2 separate regions of the Macaca fascicularis genome follow, and region 2 is linked to region 1. A link is a contact called in public Hi-C data. All regions are on one chromosome and are shown on one strand. The core of a region is the stretch at or near the end of the contact, and the rest is flanking DNA. Distances in the headings are between cores, read along the strand shown. Region 1 holds the start of SNRNP200 (small nuclear ribonucleoprotein U5 subunit 200). Region 2 holds the start of NEURL3 (neuralized E3 ubiquitin protein ligase 3).

What was found. Hi-C and Micro-C count contacts between places; a contact is called where the count stands out from the background.
Region 2: a contact with region 1 is called in a Hi-C map of liver, with 2.5 times the contacts expected there. The contact joins the promoter of NEURL3 here to the promoter of SNRNP200 in region 1. A contact is called at or near these places in 2 of 2 Hi-C or Micro-C datasets (liver and skeletal muscle).

The regions. Positions count from the first base shown.
Region 1 is chr13:1,388,242-1,392,321 of T2T-MFA8v1.1, forward strand. It overlaps SNRNP200 (small nuclear ribonucleoprotein U5 subunit 200), which reads right to left and starts at 1,875. Exons shown (of 45, transcript XM_005574983.5): 1 at 1,722-1,875; 2 at 1,037-1,200. The coding sequence starts at 1,766.
Region 2 is chr13:1,526,682-1,530,716 of T2T-MFA8v1.1, forward strand. NEURL3 (neuralized E3 ubiquitin protein ligase 3) reads right to left here and starts at 2,362. Exons shown (of 4, transcript XR_012421868.1): 1 at 2,062-2,362.

The sequences.
Region 1 (4,080 bases), core at 625-3,124:
TGGCCAACATGGCGAAACCCTGTCTCTACTAAAAATACAAAAATTAGCCGGGCACGGTGGCGAGCACCTGTAATCCCAGCTACTCAGGAGGCGGAGGCAGGAGAATCACTGGAACCCGGGAGGTGGAGGTTGCAGTGAGCAGACATCACGCCACTGCACTCCAGCCTGGGTGACAGAACGAGACACCATCTCCAAAAAAAAAAAAAAGAAGTATAACCCTTCTCAAAAAAAAAAAAGGACAACCCTTCATACATTGTATGAGACTATTATATAATAGGATTTTGACTAGTTTTTCATCTCTCAAATGCATTTTCCTTTTCTAACTAGAGAAACAAGCTCTAACAGAATCTACTGCCGTTGACTATCAACCAATTATAACAAAACTGGAAAAGAAGATATAGCACAAAGTGGAGATAATGTATTAACTCATTTCAAACATACTTTAATCAAACTAAGCCCATGAATTTTGGAAACATCATCATAGGAAAGCGAGCAAGACACCAAGATATTCAAGATCAAAAGATAATGGTGAGGTAAAGGTAAGTTTTGAAATGCGTCCCCAAGAAATATTTAAGAAAAGAAAAAAAGAAAAAAAATGCAAAATAAGAAAAAAAACTGTCTTTCATACCATGGATGCTTAAATTAGTTTGTAACAACAAAATAGGTAAGAAGTGGACAAGAGTAAAGGGAAAAAATAGGGGTAGAAAGTTAGTAATGGAAAAAAAAAAAAAAAGAAAAAGAATTACTGGGACATAGGAATAGCAAGGGTCTTGAAAATACCCTGAAGAAAAGTAAGATCTGTCTATGGACTAGAAACACACATGTAAGAAAAAGGTACCAATAAGTTATTTTCCACTTCAGGTACACTTTTTAAGGCCAAAAAAATCTTTAAACTCTCCTGTTCTGTTTTTACCTTCACTAAACCGTTTTAATGCCACTGATCTTACACCAAGCATTCCGGCCAAAATGCTGCTCGAATGTTAAAGAGAAGAGACTTTGGATCTGAAGGAAAAAATAGTATTCCCTTAGCACTCACTTGGCTCTTCTTTCCTCCTGCATCTGCGGTTTGGTCCGTTGAGCCTTGTCTCCCATACGTGTGCCCTCCAGCTTCCCAACAAGGGACAGCACCTCTCCTGTGGGTTCATCCCGGCGGGTCCGGTCAATGAGAGAGCGGTCAGCTTGGAGCACAAGATTTGAGTTCTGAAAAGATCAAAACATTATTGAAGCTTTGACATGAGCAGGGCCAGTTCCTACTATCACAGTTACCCCAGCTGATGGAAGAATCGTAGTAGCTAGTTGCTTATAATCGCTAATCGTAATAATGATATTTTCCTTAAGAACTGCATGGTATGACGCTGTGCAGAAGCATAGAGCTGAATAAGTCTTACGGCCTGTCGAATCAGCTAAGCAATTCTTGTTCCTAACAGTGCCCATCATAACCCACATCTGGGAAAAGTGGTGAGTGGGTTGGGAGTGAAGTGTGGAAGGGGGCGGGCTTAGCGTTGAAGGGACTCGAGAAACTCCTCCTAGAGAGATCTTAGCACTCCCCAGACCCCCGTAGGTTACTCACGTCATCAAATAACCCCCACCTTCACCGCGATTCCACTTCCCCTCCGTTTTCGTGGCTCTCCTGGAGGCCTTCAGACTGAAACTCTCTTTTTCAGCCTCCCCCTCCCCACTGGACTCCTGAGCCTGGAATCCTCCCACGAGCCCAAACGTACCGCCTTGTACTCGTACTGCAGACTACGGGCGGTTACATCCGCCATGGCCGCGGCTGCTTGGAGACTTCAGGCCTCCACGCCCCCCAGCCGCACGCTGCAAACGGCCGTGGACCTCCGCTCCCGCCGCGCCGGTACGACGCAGGAAAGACGCACTGGGGGAAGGAAAAGAAACGGGCTCCCTTCCGCTTCCGGGTCGCGCCCCGGAAGTGTGGGCGGGGCGTGTCCCTGGCGTATGCGCGGGGCTTCCCGCAGCCCTCTGAGTGGGATGTGTGGGCCTGGTGCATTTGGGTCCCCGAATCCCTAGACCCGCGCACTCTGGTTCCGGCCGCCCGCAGGCCCCAAGGACCCAGGGCCCGTGCTCTCCCCGACCTCAGTCTCCAGCCCCCCGGCACCCCTCACATCGTAACGAACGTACGGCCGCTTAGCCCCTGTCCCGTCCCAAGACCTTTCCTTCCGCTTCCTTCCTCTTTGGCAACAGTCCCATGAGGTAGGCAGGAAAAGAGGGCCTGAAAAGTCCCGTTTCCGTTTGAGGTAACGAAAGCACCCAGCGAGCGAGGTCACGTGCGCGTGTGTCTGTGTCTGCGTGTTTTAATGATTGGCGTCTTGCTTTGGGTTTCTCTTCTGTGTTGAACAATTGAAAAAGAAAGCTGCTGTCCCCCACCCGTCCCAGCTAAACCGGTGGCCCCAAGACCCTCGTTCTCACCCAGCGGAACGAACAGGGCCGGGGCCCCCGTCCGCTCCCAGTTGTCGGTGACATTCTATGGTAGGGCCCTGTCTGCCGCCCGGGGAAACCGGTGCAGGCAGGGCCAGAGAACAACAGGCTGGATGTGGTGGCTCATGCTTGTAATCCCAGCACTTTAGGAGGCTGAGGAAAGAGGATTGCTTGAGGCCGGGAGTTTGAGACCAGCTTGGGTAACATAGTGAGGCCCTGTTTCTTCAAACAATAAAAAAGTAGCCAGGCCTGGTAGTGTGTGCCTGTAGTCCCAACAACTTGGAAGGCTGAGGCAGGAGGATTGCTTGAGCCCAGGACTTCAAGGCTGCAGCAAGCTAGGATTGTGCCAGTGTACTCCAGCCTGACCCACATAGCAAGACTCTTCCCCCACAAAATGAAAACAATTTTTTAATTAAAAAGATAGAAAAGAAAAATGACAGCCATGCTTCCTCACTCTGGGGAAGGGGCTCGGGGAAACTTCCTGGGCCAACTTGTTGAAAATGGGGGAAGGGGTCTAGTCCCAGCACTTTGGGAGGCCAAGGCGGGCGGATCACAAGGTCAGGAGATCGAGACCATCCTGGCCAACATAGTGAAACCCCATCTCCACTAAAAATAGAAAAAAATAAGCTGGATGTGGTGGCACGGGCCTGTAATCCCAGCTACTCGGGAGGCTGAGGCAGGAGAATCACTTGAACCAGGGAGTCAGAGGTTGCAGTGAGCTGAGATCGTGCCATTGCACTCCAGCCTGGCGACAGAGCCAGATTATATCTCAAAAATAAATAAATAAATAAAGAATTTTATAGTGTATAGTTTTTGTCTCTCTAAAGTTGTTTTTAGACAATTTTTTTGGAAACAGGGTCTGGCTGTGTTGCCCAGGCTGTAATGCAGTGACACAGTTTCAGCTCACTGTAGCCTCGACTTCTCCTGGGCTCAAACCATCCTCCCGCCTCAGCCTTCCCAGTAGCTGGGACTACAGGTGTGCACCACCACACCCAGCTAATTTTTGTATTTTTGGTAGAGATGGGGTTTCGCTGTGTTGCGCAGGCTGGTCTTGAACTCCTGGCCTCAAGCAATCTTCCCACCTCGGCCTCCCAGAGTGCTGGATTACAGGTGTGAGCCACCATGCCCGGTCTGTTTTTAGACAATTTTTAATAGAGGATTATCCTCAGGAAGCTAAAGGACTGGGGGCACCCTGGCAGGTACAGACCCCCGGGATGACATTAGTTACCAAGATGGGCTCAGAGCAAGGGAATTTAGCTTTGTTTCAGTCCACGTGCTGTCTCTCTCCAAAGATGAACTGAATTCGCTACTCCCCAACCCCAGGCCTGCACAGGTTACCCAGACTTTTGCCTCAGTCCTGCATTTCTGTATCTAAAGACCTGTCACTTCATTTAATTATGTCTCAAATATTTGTATGTGCTCTGTGAGCACTTTCAGGGACTCAGAGAAAGACAAGGCATAGATAAGACCCTTGAGGAGTTCAAGTCTCACAGGAGAAGTAAAACTACAAATATGGTGGTACCCACCTGTGAGGCAGAGGCAGGAGGATTGCTTGAGCCCGGGAGTTCCAGACCATAGTGCGGTATGATCATGCCTGTGAGTAGCAACTGTGCTCCAGCCTGGGCAACAGAACAAGAACTGCATCTC
Region 2 (4,035 bases), core at 1,112-3,611, 140 kb after region 1:
CAGAGCAACCCAGATGATTCTAATATACAGCCAGGGTGGAGATCCACTGCTGCAGACCCTGGTACACAGAAGGAACTCAATCTATGTTGTTGAAGCAGATTGAATTACATGTGCTGTATCCCAGGACCTGCGAAATTGTGCACCTCCAACAGAGAGGAGGGGTAAAGCAGACAGAAGAGGAGAGGAACTGATAGCCCTACAGATGGTCACACCAAAGGTCTAGCTCCCAATGTGTTAGCACTGGAAAAGAAGCCAAAGGTATTCTAGCCCCTCGATTTTTATTTCGGTTAGGAAAACTGAGGCGAAGGAGGCTCACTCTAACCTAGAGTGAGGGAGGGAAGGTGGCTTACTCTAACCCAGTGCTTCTCACTCTCATTGCAACATACTCTCAAATCTCCTGGGGATCTTGTTAAAATGCAGATTGACTCAGAAAGCCTGGGGCCCTAACTGAGATATGTGGACTCGACTTTTTTTTTTTTTTTTTTTTTTTTCTAGGCGAGGTCTCACGGTCATTCAGGCTAGAGTGTAGTGGTGTGATCATGGCTCACTACAACCTCAAACTCCCAAGCTCAAGCGATCCTCCCACCTCAGCACCCTGAGTAGCTGGGACCACAGGTGCACCCCACCATGCCCAGCTAATATTTTTGATATTGTGAAGACAGGTCTAGCTATGTGGCCCAGGCTGGTCTCAAACTCCTGGCCTCAAGCAGTCCTCCCATCTCAGCATCCCCAAGTGCTGAGATTACAGGCACGAGCCACGGCACCTGGCCAAGTGGACCCCACTTTAGGTGGCAAGGGCCTGGTGGGTTTGGAGCCTTGTGAGTGCCCTGACCCTCAACCTGTGGGCTAAGCCCCTCCCAAGACCCCAGATGAAGGCCACAGTCAGTGACTGCTCGGCTAAGGGATGGCTAGCGCCCGGTGCGTGCTCCACCTTAGTGCGGGCTGCCTTGGGTGGTTCCCCAGAGGGCTGGAGTCGTGCACCTTGTTAATAAATCACACTCTCATGAGAGGTATGTATGGCATCTTATCAGGGAATTCACCTCTGAACCTCAGACTGTCTGGAAAGTTACCTGGCAAGCTACGGCCCTCAGGCCACCCAAAGCCAGCAGGCTGGGGTGGTGTAGTCGCATCAGAGGGACCTTGGGCCATGAGGCATCTGGGGGGCAGAGGGGGTCATTCTGAGGAGCTAAAGCCTGCGTAAAGCCTCACATCCAGGGGACAGGCATGCCTGCCACACACTCCATGTTTGTTTATTGAACACACTGCCAGGGTTCAGGACATACCACCCCGAAATATGGCACCTTGGCATTTGAGAAAACAGCAGAAGCAGGAAGGCCTCACTCACCTTCCTTTCGCCCAAATCCCCTGAAGTAGGACCATGAGGCCATAAGGCCCATCCTTACCTCTGAAGACACAGGGACAGAGAGAAGAATCTGAACAGGCCTGGCCAACTCTCCCCAGTTTATTACCCCTTCCCCCTTTAGCCAATCACTTCTCCACAATGCCCACTCTTCACGAAACCAACGCATAAAAATACATGTCCCCATTTCTTTGGGTCTTCATTTCTGAAGGTCCCTGTGTCATGTAAAATTTACATGAACTAAATTTGTGTGCTTTTCCCTTGTTGACCTGTCTTTTGTTATAGGGGTCCTAGCCATGAACCCAGCAATGGGTGAGGAAAGGTTCTAGTTTTCTACTTTTTCTCCCCTGCACAATGCTACCGTTCTTTTTTTTTTTTTTTTTTTTTTTTGAGATGGAGTCTCCCTCTGTCGCCCAGACTGGAGTGCAGTGGTGCGATCTCGGCTTACTGCAACCTCTGCCTCCCGGGTTCAAGCAATTCTGCTGTCTCAGCCTCCCAAGTAGCTGGGACTATGGTGCGCTCCACTACGCCCAGCTAATTTTTGTATTTTTAGTAGAGATGGGGTTTCACCATGCTGGCCAGGATGGTCTCGATCTCTTGACCTCGTGATCCACTCGCTTGGGCTTCCCAAAGTGCTGGGATTACAGGCGTGAGCCACCGCGCCTGGCCCGGAATGCTACCGTTCTAAGTCCAGAACTTACCCGGTAGTCTTCATGGCAACTCCTCGAAAAGGTCCTGTTGATGGTCATCATTTCCATTATACACGTGGGGAAACTGAGGCACACGACGGTGACGCAGCTGGTTCAGCTTACTAGGCATGAGGTGACAGGCTGAGGTTCAGCCCAGGTATCGCGGCTGGAGACGGTGTGCCTGGGCCCCTCCACCGCCACTCGCCGCGGAGACTCCCCTCTGGGAGCGCCCCCCAATTAGCAATGTCTCCCCCACTGTACTGCGCGGGCACAGAGCAGGAGCTTTGTGGACAGGCCTGACTGGCTGCTGAGTGGGACGTGGAGGCTGCCCCGCTGCAGACGGCACCCGCCACCCCCGCCGCAAACCTTTGCTCCGAGACTGGCGGGCGCTGGCCCTGGAGCGCGGGGCGGCCTCGGCCGGGCCGGGACTGCGGCGGCCTCTGCTGGCGGCGCTCAGTACTGCAGGAGGCGCCGAGGGTCCGGGAGCCCCCGAAGCCGGGAGGGGCGCCCCCGAGGCAGGTCCGCCGCGCTGCCGAGGCTCACTGCACCGCAGCTCCCGCACGCCCGCCTCCCGGGGTGGGCGGCAGCCTCGCTGGGACCCCTCCGCAGCAGTCGGTCCCGCTTGCCTAGAGCCCGATCGCTACACCTGTCTTCCCGCAGGTCATCTCTCAAGACGCCGCCCGCGCTCCGGGAAGAGCCGGGCACAGGAGGACGCCGCGGCTGCCCTGCGCCCACGCCCGCCCGCGGCCCCTCGGGACCGGAAACCAGCCCAACCTGGGGCACTGTCAGGCAGCCCGGTCCCTCGTGGGCCCTGCCACTAAGGCCCTGGGACGCCTGCCTGTGACACTTGCCAGCCCTCATCCGTTCCCCGGGCCGAAATCTCAGAGGGCAGAGGCTGCCCCCCCTGGAAACCAGCCCCAGAACATCAGGGCCGCGCGCGCTGTGGGCGGCAGGCCAGGCGCGGAGGGGCCAAACAGGGCAGCGCCGGGGGCTTTTGCACAAGGCACCCCTCTGCCAGCCTCACGGCCCAGCCATGCCACCCCCGTGAAGCCGGTGTGCTGGCCCACAGCAGCGCTCTGCACAGCAGCCCCAGCCTGGAAACAGGCGAATGTCCACTGTCGGGGCAGCTGCACAGCTCAGATCCCCAGGAATGCAGGGCCCCTTCCCCGGAGGCCAAGGCCAGTGTCCCCCCCACACCCAGTCCAGGCCTATGCTTCCCCGGGTCTGCCGCCTAAGCAGCCCTGTCCCTGATCTCTGTCTCAGAGGCTGCTCCCGGCCCAGCTCCCCACGCCCATCAGCAGGACCTGAACTGCCACATATGCACGCCATGGAATACTGTGCCAGTGAAAACCAATTACTGCTGCCTGCACCCACGTGGATAAACCTCACCGCCGTGAGGCTGATGTAAAGGAAGACCCAAGAGCACCGCGTGTTGCCACTCATAGGAGGTTCAGGCAAAACCCATCCTTGGTGTTTGAAGCAGGACAAGGCTCCCTTTGGGAGCTGGTGATTGGCAGGGACACGGGAAGCCTGTGGGGAGCTGGAAACGTCCTGCACCTTGATCATGGTCACACCGGTGCGTAGACGCACAAACAAATCCTTCCAGTCGGACCCTCAAATCATACGTAGATCGCGTCTTCGTGTTATGCTGGCTAAGCCCTTCCAGCCCTAACAGTGTCACTCTAGCGGAGCATCCCCACTGCCTGGGACAGGACCGGCTCTGGAGGCTGGAGGGCTTGACCAGCACTGCCGCCCGGTGGCCGGCAGCGGAACTGACCACGGCCTAGTGCCCTGGAGGGAACGGGCCACAAAGGCTCCGCCCGGACTGCACCTGTGCCCTAGGCGCCGCCCTCAGCCACCCAGCCAGCCTGCACCACCAGCACCCAACAACTCTGGGGGTCCAGCAAGCCCTCTGGGCCAATAGCTGCAGCCCCCACGGGGCCTTGGGGGTGGGAGGGAGGAGAGAGAGGCCAGCCTGTAGCACAA